Regions from separate parts of the Columba livia genome. Here region 2 is linked to region 1. Evidence: chromatin contacts called from public Hi-C data. All regions are on one chromosome and are shown on one strand. The core of a region is the stretch at or near the end of the contact, and the rest is flanking DNA. Distances in the headings are between cores, read along the strand shown. Region 1 holds the start of FAM8A1 (family with sequence similarity 8 member A1). Region 2 holds the start of TBC1D7 (TBC1 domain family member 7).

Region 1 (5,029 bases), core at 1,559-4,058:
GTTTCCCCAGTCCTGACTTGAGCATACAGCACCAGATGAAACCATTCATTTGCTCTTTTTAAAGGAACACATTCACTGAAGTTAGTGGCCCAGTTTCATTTGAATATACTAGACTCAACAACTGAATAAGGAAGAAGCTAAATGGGGCTAAGAAAATAAGTATTAAAACTACCTTAAACTCCGTTACATCAACAACCCTTGGTAAGCCTTAGACTGGCAGAGTTCCATTGCAGTGATCTGAGATGTTCCTTGTATCAGAAATCCATTATTTTGCCAGGAGCTACTATGTGTGCAGCAGGGACAGCCAAATGCAACACACATCCATCTCAGCTCAAAGTCTAGGCATTAAAGTAGCAGTAAAGATGGGTTCGCACCAGGCAGAGCAGGTGAGGCTTGAGCACACATTCTGTTCCACTGTTCCCAGCAGAAGAGCAGTAATCTCCTCCAGTGAGGCAAGGAGGGGCAAAAGGATGTTCTTAAATCATGATCACCTTCCACAAAAAGCCTGCTACTGCCCAGAGTGCTGTTAATTCTGGTGCTTTGACACCCACCTGCAGGCAGATTGAACTGGAAGAGGCAGTTACCCATTCCACTTTTTGACATCCCAGTTTAAAATCTGTCACATTAACGCAAGCTGTCACTTATTTCAGTTTAGGTAAACACACTGGGCTGTGAACTGCAGTGACGTAGGAACAGACACATGACCCGCCCTGCCAAGCCTGCTGTGTGGGCAATAATCTGCAGCAGAAAAGAAGGAGCCATAATTGCTTTAGTTACTCCACATACATCCATGTGCCATCTGGAGCCAAAGCACCAGTACGACAGTCTTCATTTGTAATTGTATCGTATCACTATATCACACTGAGTTCCCTTCAGAAGGCCTGGTGTTGCAGCAGTATTTAACATTCAGAAGAACTATGTTCAGCAGCACAAAATGCTATTCCTGCCCCGAATTACCTTTAACACAGGGTTTTAGTTCCTGAAGAACTAGGATTACAACAAACAAACAAACAAAAAAAACCCTAAGAATTTCAGTCTAGCCTTTGTACATATCCTCTTTTCCAATGACTGGCAATATCTGTTTAAAACCAATCCGTAACCCAGAATCAGGGCACAATTAAAGAAAACACTGCTTTGTGTTACAACCTTATTTAAAGAGCACGTGCTCAAAAACACAAGAAAGAAGCGAGTTCAGAAGCTAGATTCCCTTCAAAAGAAAGAAAAAGCAACTAAAAACATCCTCACCTCACACCCAGCCACCGAGCTTATAAATAACGTCACAGATCGGTAACGCTGTAGTCTGCCCTCCAGAAAGAAAGAAAGGAGATCTGGCTTTTCTCCGAAGTGCATCAGTGTTTTGCTCAACGGTTTTCTACCATTATCCAAGGTGCTACCTTCAGGGAATCTCAACTAGGTGCCCCTCAACCTGTCAAGAAACGTTTGTGCTCCAGGTTTTCTCTCTGATGTGATCAGAGCAAGACTGTCTTATCTCCAAACAAACATAAACAGAAGCACTGCTATGTACAGTATTCAATATTTGTAGCCCTAACAGACTTTTGTTTATTTCAGGTCCTGCCACCAGCTTGTTGAATGTAAGCACGTTTTTACTTCTCTACTTCTGTTTCATCAAATAAAATTATTTGAGCACAAAGAGTCCACTAAAACTGATAAAATGAGTTTATATTTCACCACTGAAACAGGCTACTTATAAAGCTAGATGTATTACAAGCCTGTCACCACAACACCAAGCCTCGCAAGGAAAAATAAAAAGTAAACTCCTTCACATCTACGAAAACACGCCACAAACACTAAACTTGTAAGAAGTACGTACAGGTCAATCCTCTCAAACCCGCTTACGGATTAGAATTATGGATTTAGAGACTGGTGTTTGGGCTGCCAGCTTCCACAAGGCACGGCTACACGCCCAGCTCTGCAGCCCACAAAGACGCAGCGACCCCCAACCTCGCAAACCCCTCCCCCAAACTTCCTTCTCCCAATAGCGTTGCCTAGAACGGAGCCGGAGGGGCCCGTCGAGGCCGAGGGGGGCAGCAGCGGGGGCGACGCCTCCGCTCCCCGCCCACCCCGCACGGCCGCCACCCGCCTCCCCATGGGTAACAAGGGCCAGGCCGGCCGCCCCCTTACATCAGTCCCCGCCCGCCCCCACTCACCTGCCGGCCGCCCCGTCTCCCTGGGGGCGCCGCTGCCGCTGGTCCCGGTGGCGCTGCCGGAGGCCGCCCTGGGCACGGAGGCCAATCTGCCCGCCGCTGCCGGCCAAGCCGGGGTGGGGACGGCTGCGGCGGCGCGGGGCCCCGGCCCGGCGGTGGCTGTGTGGGCCGGCGCCGGAGCGAAGAGGTAGAAGGGGCTGTAGTAGGCAGCAGCGGCGGCCGCTCCCGGCGGTGGGGAGACCGGTGGCGGCGGCGCGGGGACGCGAGGGGGGCCGGCGGCGCAGGGCGGCGCGGCGGAGGCGGCGGCGAGGAGGGCGGGCAGGCAGCCCTGCCAGCTGAGGTACCCGCAGTACGAGTCCCAGAGCCACTGGTGCACACGCCGCGCGTACTCCGCCGCGCTCAGCGGCTTCGCGCCGCCGCCCTCGCCCCCAGTGGCCGCCAGAGGGGAGCACGGCGCTGACGATGCAGCAGCAGCAGTGGCGGCGGCGGCGGCCTCCCCTTCGGCGACACCATTGCTTCTCTCGCTGTCGCCCTCCGCCATCGCTGCCGCCTCAGCGCTGGCCCGGCCCGCGCCGGGCTCCGCCGTCTCGTCCATCCCCTCTGACACTGATCGTCCGCGCTCAGCGCGCAGGCGCTGGGGTGGTGCCTCGCCTCTCCCACTTACCGCGGAGAAGTAGGGGGGGGAAGCAGAGGAAGTGGACAAACATGAGGCGGAGTCCTTGGGCACCTAGCCTGACGAGGAGCGTACCATCCTCCAGCAACCCCCTTTCTGCCGTTGCGCCGGAAAGGAACGAGGCTACCTCCCCTCACGCCTCCTCCTTCCCCCCCCCGTGAGATGGTATCGCCTGGCGCTGAGGCAGGACCGAGGTCTACCCGGGGCGGTTCCAAGCGCTCCCGAGGTAAAAACCCCCAGGGTGGAAAAGTGCAACGGCTCCGGGCGCTGAAAAGCCCGCGCTCTGGGGAGGTCTCTCAGCTGCCGTGTACAAGGCACGTACTTTTTCCTCAGCATAAAACACCAAGGATTCCCGCCCCCGGTCCTCCCCGCGGCGGCGTGGCGCCGCCTGGAGGCCGCGCGAGGAGCTGCTGCTCCCTGAGCGGCGTCACTGCCTCAGGCCTGTGTCGCCAACCGCCGCAGGGAGACAGTCGACCTTCTCCTCAGCCAAAGACCCAGCCCTGGCTGCGTAGCTGGATAGCGGCTGTGGGGACTGCCCCAGGGCGGTTAGGCCAGCGGGTTGTGTGGGCTGGGAGCCTCCCATCTTGTGTACGAGCCATTCCCAAACCGCTCCTCTCCGAACGTCCCCTTAGCAGGGCATGGCAGGCAGGCCAGAGCATGAACTTTCTGCCTCTCGCATTCTCTACCTCTTCAGCTGACTGCTGAGTCTGGCCTAGACCGCAGATTTATTACTTCTCCTAGGCTGCGGTAGGTGAGCTCCTAACCGTGAGTCGGGAATGAGGCGCGGCCTTGGCTCTGGGCCGGTGCAGCTGGGCAGAGCTGGCTGCCCCACTTGCTGCCACCTGTCATCACAGCTGCTCCTGACCTCTAGCAACTCACTGAACACTTCGGTAATAGGAAGTGGGTTGAAACTGGGGAGAGAAATGCTGTTAAACTGCCACTTGTGTGGCATTTTGTTTTTGTGGTATAAACGTTGCTTTCCATCTCTCTTTTTTATCTTTCCCCTATCACATTCATGTTCTCCCTGTGCAAAAAGGCTGGATCTCTACAGCAAGTTTAAATGCAGTTCTCAAAATTGCTTTTTAATATTTAAGGTTCCTGTGTACTATTAAGCTTCTCAAACAGACCACAAGCTCTATATAACACAGAAGTTAATATAGCTTCCTACTGAACTAACTAGTAATATCTACTATAAACACTGAATATTTCCCATTTTAACACAGTAAATAGCATAGCTGAAAATAAAAAAGTTTTTCCCTCTATTAGACTAAAACAAATACATTATTTTTCCCATGTAACCCTAACTCATTTAAAAACTGACATCATTTCTGCAGTATGAGTCCCTTAAATAGGTAAGATAAAGTGAATTGATGAAAGTGCTTAGCAAATAACCCATTCTGTCTTAATTAAATGCAGTTGTGTTAGGTGCTGGCACTCATGAGGATATGGTCCTAATTACACTGGTATCTGTTTTGTAACATAGACCTGGGTGAAATCAATATGGATAAATCATTCGGGAAACAGCAAGTTTTAGCATGATGAGGAAGGTCAATGAAGAATGAAAGGAAGACAGCCAAAATATTATCTTAAACCAGCTATTAGCTCCTAATAGAAAAACTAGCTTGGGAAACTGATAGTAATATAACAGAGCTTATTCCTCTATAATATTCACTACTTCTTTCATCAGTTACAGTCTATTTTTTTTTTTTAAATTGGTTTTTACCACAAACCCTTCAGGACCATACAGTGTCAGGCTTTTTGTGTGTGTGTGGCCACAGGTTTTGCAAGCCAGATCAGATCCTAAGGTACAATTACAAGATCTCACAGGCTTCATATAATGCTGACAGTCACATGTAAATTTTAGGGTCACCAGCAACATTGCACAGGCATACCAAGTTAGAGCCCAATATGTGATTAGGCTGGATACTCAAGGTGAAATGGCATGGCTGACAGCGGAGAGAAGGGGAGTAACAGGTAACAGTGACAATGTAATATTTCCTCATTCCCAAATGTTTCAGTTATTAGTTTTTCATTATTCTGCCTTAAAAATAATTCAAAAAAAATCTACAAATTCTGCAGGCATTCAGATTATTCTATTCTGGGATGCATATAATAGAGATGTTATAACAACAGGGCTTGCTAGTGTTGGGGAACTCACAGCTGAGGCTTTTGATGACAAAGGATCTTGTTT
Region 2 (5,091 bases), core at 147-2,646, 200 kb before region 1:
AATTTGTATATCCACTAGGCTTATTTGCCTTTCAAATTAAGTCAATTTATAGTGCTTTGTAGGAGCAGGGCCAAGACCAGACAGAAAAATGTAAACCAGCAAAGGACTGAATTAATGCTTTCTGAGATAGGTCAAAAACTATCTCAAAAACACAGAAAAAACATTTGTATTACTTGCAAGACATTCCAGGTGTGCAATATCCTTATGAAAATGACTGTGATGTTCACGTATTGTGCATTTTAGGGTTTACTACTCACGTTGCAGCCACATCTAAAAGCAGATTTTTGATGCTATAGGCACTTAACTACATTTAAAATACTTGAAATTTTATAAATATGAATACATGCTACATAGAAAACAGCCCGTACCACTTGTGGAAAGCTGATAGTAGAGTCACAGAAGAGAAACAATAAATACCATTTGAAAAATAACAGTACGATCTGTAAGAAATGAATGCTATATTAATAATTTTAAACTATCACTATACCAGCAGTATATTTTCTCAGTGGAAAAAAGAAGGAATACTGTTTCTTCTCTCCCTCCAAATTTAGGAGATATATATTTTCACGTTAGGCAACCACTGCTCTAATATTCACACATAGTGTCAATACACTGGAAAAAGGAAGGGGTAAAATAAATCCCCAGCCAGCTCACTTCAAGCATTCTGTATGGAAAAGTACAATTAACTCATCTTGCTTTGAAAAATTAATGCATTTTTGGTCTTAACGGCACTTTTCATCATATTATTAAATCTCATACCAGGTGATTTTAATATCAGCAATGATATGTACAATAGTAGAGAGGCAGACACGATGCCAATACGCTTCCGCCAATTCACAGCAGGCCCTTCCCGCGCACAGACTAAGCTCAGCTCTGGGCCCGGCCTCCGCGGGCCGCGCAGCACCGCCCTGGCCTAACTCCCCCACCCCCTCGGCCACCACAGCGGCCACACCCGGATACACCCGGGCACCGGATCGCTCCCCCCCCCGGGAATCACACCGCCAGCTGGCGACTGCCCTTCTCCCCACACACACACAGGGGAATCCCGCTCCTGTGGGCAAGGCGGGGCAGACAGAGCCCCACACACACCCTGCGGGGCTGAGGGTTCCGCCGGAGCCCCCGCGGGGGGGTGGTCAGGGTGGCGAGACGGGGTGGCGGGTAGCGGAGAGCCAGGAGGCCGCGCCACCGCCATCCCGTGAGCGAAGGCAACCGCGGGGCCCTGGGAATGGGCAGGGGCTTGGGAAAGGGATGCGAGCGGAGCCGGTGACAGACACCACCCCACCACCGCCCCCCAGCACCTACAGCAGGCTGGCCCGGCCATGGCGAGGACATGAGAGCGGCTGGGGCGCATGCGCAGGCTGCGTCCCGCCCCGGCGGCTGTGGAGGCGGAGTGTTGGGGAGGGCTGTCCCTCATCTCTGAGCGGGCTGTCGCTCGTTTTTCCTCCGCGTTTCATGAGACAGTTTTGGGAGCGGCTAAAGTCACTGGGTTTGTTCAGCCTGGAGGAGACTGAGGGGAGACCTCATGGGGCTACAGCTTCCTCACAAGGGGAGGAGGAGGGGCAGGCGCTGGTCTCTTTAGCGACCAGTGACAGAACCCGAGGGAATGGCAGGAAGATGTGCCAGGGGAGGTTCAGGTTGGACATGAGGAAAAGGTTCTTCCCCCAGAGGGTGATGGAGCACTGGAACAGGCTCCCCAGGGAGGTGTCATGGCCCCAAGCCTGACATTGTTCAAGAAGAGACTGGACAATGTCCTCAGACACATGGTGTGACCTGTGGGGTTGTCCTGTGCAGGGACAGGAGTTGGACTCCATGATCCTTGTGGGTCCCTTCCAACTCAGGACATTCTATGATTCTGTACTGAGGCCTGCCAGAGGAAAATGACAGCATCTCTCATACCCCTGTCTCAAGGTGACACCAGAAGTCTGGGTGTTATAGCAGAACCAGCTGTGCCCAGTATGGAATTATATGGAGCAGTGATCCAAAAAGTACAGTTCTGTGCAAGACCCACTGATAATGCTTGTCAATAAAGGAATAACTCCTTTAATGCCAAGGCCCTGAAAAATAGCAAAGAATGATATTGCCTGTACTGTATTATTTACTACAATTGGTATGCTTGGCATTTTGGCTCACCCACTGTGACACTTCGGGATATTTTACTTATAATAATCTCTAGGAAGCTAAATGCATTTTCCAAAACCAAGATTTATTCTGACACATGCGAGCAAAATACTTGATGCCAAAACTCCCACCCCTCAAAAGGAATAATCTGAGGACCTAGATCTCACTGTTGGAAGCTGACACTCAAAAATCAACCCATGCTGCCAAAATCATGGGACATCAAATGTGTCATTTTATTTGTTTGGTTAGTTTTTTTAGATGGTGTGGGGGGGGTTCAGATCTTTGAGATCTTGCCAGCCAGTAACTGCAGGTTTGCAAGGACTAGGCAGCTGCTTTTAATAGCTGAGTTTTCAGCTCATGGTCTCTTTCCAGGGGCAGAAGCTTGAACAAGACCATCAAACACCTGAGTTAGCACCAGCAGGATTTCAAAGCGCCCTCCAAGACAACTGTGTAGGTTAAGTGGCCTATTTTCAAATGCACAGAACATGCCATTATTTTAACCTTGCCCAACGCTTTTGAAATGCTAAGGGGAAAGGACACTGCTGCAGAATGGTCACGCTTTTGCTGAACCAAATTGACACAGGAATGTTTCTGTTGAGTCAGTGCAAGACCTGGCAAATATGCTTCTTGAAGTAATTCTGTACAGCAGCAGATGGCAGGCTGGTGCCATTTGTTGTCATTCTTGGCTGCTTCACCTCAAATACATCTTTTCTCGATAGATGGCACTTGTCTCTGGATGAGATCTTTTTGGTGCTGTTGGGAGCTAATCAGTATCATTAGATCCAGAAAACAGCAAGTGAAAGTCAATGAAATCTCTTATGACTTTTAGTTATTCATTTTTTGCCTTATCAAGATATATTATGCAGCTATAGTGGTGCTTTAGAAAAGGCTGAAGGTACTACTATTTATTTTAGCAGTAATTCATTGTACAGCAGGTACAGAAATATTTTAAGCAGTTGAGCTACCAGACACTGTGCTATGGATTTGCATTACATTAATGTTAGCAATTATGGCATTGCTAAAAGTTCCTAATCAAAATTAGGGTCTGAAAGATGTAGCTGCATAGAAAAATAGCATAAAAACTATACCTACCCTGAAAAACAATAAAATTAATGCACTCCCTCTAGTAAAGTTTCTAAACCCCACATATAGAAAGCTTCTTAATCATGTTACTTGTGCACACAGATTTTCTTAATGGTGTCTGTAAGCAGTTTGTAACGTATAGATAATAGGTTATTGTGGGATCCCAACCAAATTCAGTTGTCAGTACGACTACCGGCATTATATTTAGGTCATCAGGAAATGAATTAAATAATATAATTCAAGACTTTTCAGAACATAAGCATAGGCTTAGCATGAACAGCTAATGACTACAGTGATTATTATGTGGTGGCACACAGTGAAAAAAAGATGGCTAACCTATTTTTCTAGAAATAAAATCGTACACAGAGTTAGACTTTTTTACTTTAGCAGCCTTATTTCTTTGTAACTGCCCTTTTACATCCACCTACACCAAAAAATGGCTAAATGACTCTACATGCTGTAAATTGATGTTGCAAAGCACACAGGTTTACTTAAATATTACACATCACTTAAATATTTCATTTCAGAAATTTTACATTTTCATAAATCAAATTATGACTTTATTTTCCTTTGCCTGGGGACATAAAGTATCTTTATTCCTATTGATGGAATCTCTTTATTGCCCTTGTAAATGAAAGGAGAATTTAATCATAAATAGCTGCAGGCATCCATAAGCCAAGTGGACAACTTTGTTTATAATAAAACTGATTGATTAATACATCATTAATCAATAATACCTTCCTAGGCATCTGCCCAAACCATGATAACCTAAACACAGAATTTTTAAGCTGCAATAACATCAGAAAAGGTAGCACACGTTGAAGATAAAAGGGAAACAGGTTTGGAATTGGCTTGGGATTATCTGAGATAGCAGAGCCAAACTAATTATTATCCTGCTAGCATACTGCATCTCTCATTTTTTCAGTGACTTCAACTGTTACTGTGTTTGCATTTTGTAGTGATATGTTTATATTGCACAAGTAAATTGCTCACTGACATACAAAGATACATGAGAAGAAAGCCAAACAGGCATTACTAATGTTTATTATTGCAAAATACAAACTGCATTGTGTCCATGGCTCTTCACGAAAAGCAATGCTTTTGCTATTAAAGCTGAAATAATTTTGTGGAAGCGACGTCCTGCTGAATATTACAGCTCTTGGAAAGTGTTTTGGGTTTTGGTCTCTCCTGTATGACTGGTTTGTCAGTGGAATCACAGATGATTATTGGAAGCACACCTTGTTATATGAATTTATCAAAAGAAGATGAAAACACCAAGCAGTAGAATGTCGATTTTATGCAGCGTGGTAGTCCATATTTGCATGGCATTACAACATATATTGTAATGTACAGAAAATATGTGCAGTTTTCAGGTGGGTTTCATTTACTCTGAACCAACTTAACATGCCCTTCATTTTTTTAAAAAAACACTTGTCTCATAATATCTTCACAGTGTATCAAAACCAGTGTACACTTTCAGCCTGCCAATGTACCCTCCCTTGTTCCTATCACAATAGGGAATGACTGCTGTTCAGTCAAGGAGTTACAAGTTGGGTCATATCAGTTTTTCTAAGATGTCATCTGTTTCTTCAGAAGCGTGAATAGTTCCAGATGGTCAGTAGGGCTGTGTTAATGGAAAAGACAATTTAGTTATACATTCACGTAATCTTTTCATTATGAACATCAGCAGATCTAAAAAAGCTTGGCCTCATTTCCTGGCCAAAACAGCATCACTCTGCTGTTTACATTCTACGTGAGAAAAGAATGCAAATGTTGGAGCTATAAATGTTCACAACTTAATCCCTTGGTGAAGTCAAATGGAAAAAAATAACGCTCTAGGGTAATAAAAATATCATAAAACTGTTGGGCAGCAAAAGGGAATTCAGCTCT

What was found. A called contact is a pair of places that touch in the nucleus more often than the background predicts.
Region 2: a Hi-C map of crop shows a contact between it and region 1, with 4 times the contacts expected there. The contact joins the promoter of TBC1D7 here to the promoter of FAM8A1 in region 1. A contact is called at or near these places in 2 of 2 Hi-C or Micro-C datasets (crop and liver).

The regions. Positions count from the first base shown.
Region 1 is chr2:69,005,923-69,010,951 of bColLiv1.pat.W.v2, reverse strand. FAM8A1 (family with sequence similarity 8 member A1) reads right to left here and starts at 2,808. Exons shown (of 5, transcript XM_065052381.1): 1 at 2,169-2,808. The coding sequence starts at 2,760.
Region 2 is chr2:69,208,279-69,213,369 of bColLiv1.pat.W.v2, reverse strand. TBC1D7 (TBC1 domain family member 7) reads right to left here and starts at 1,396. Exons shown (of 9, transcript XM_021301333.2): 1 at 1,303-1,396.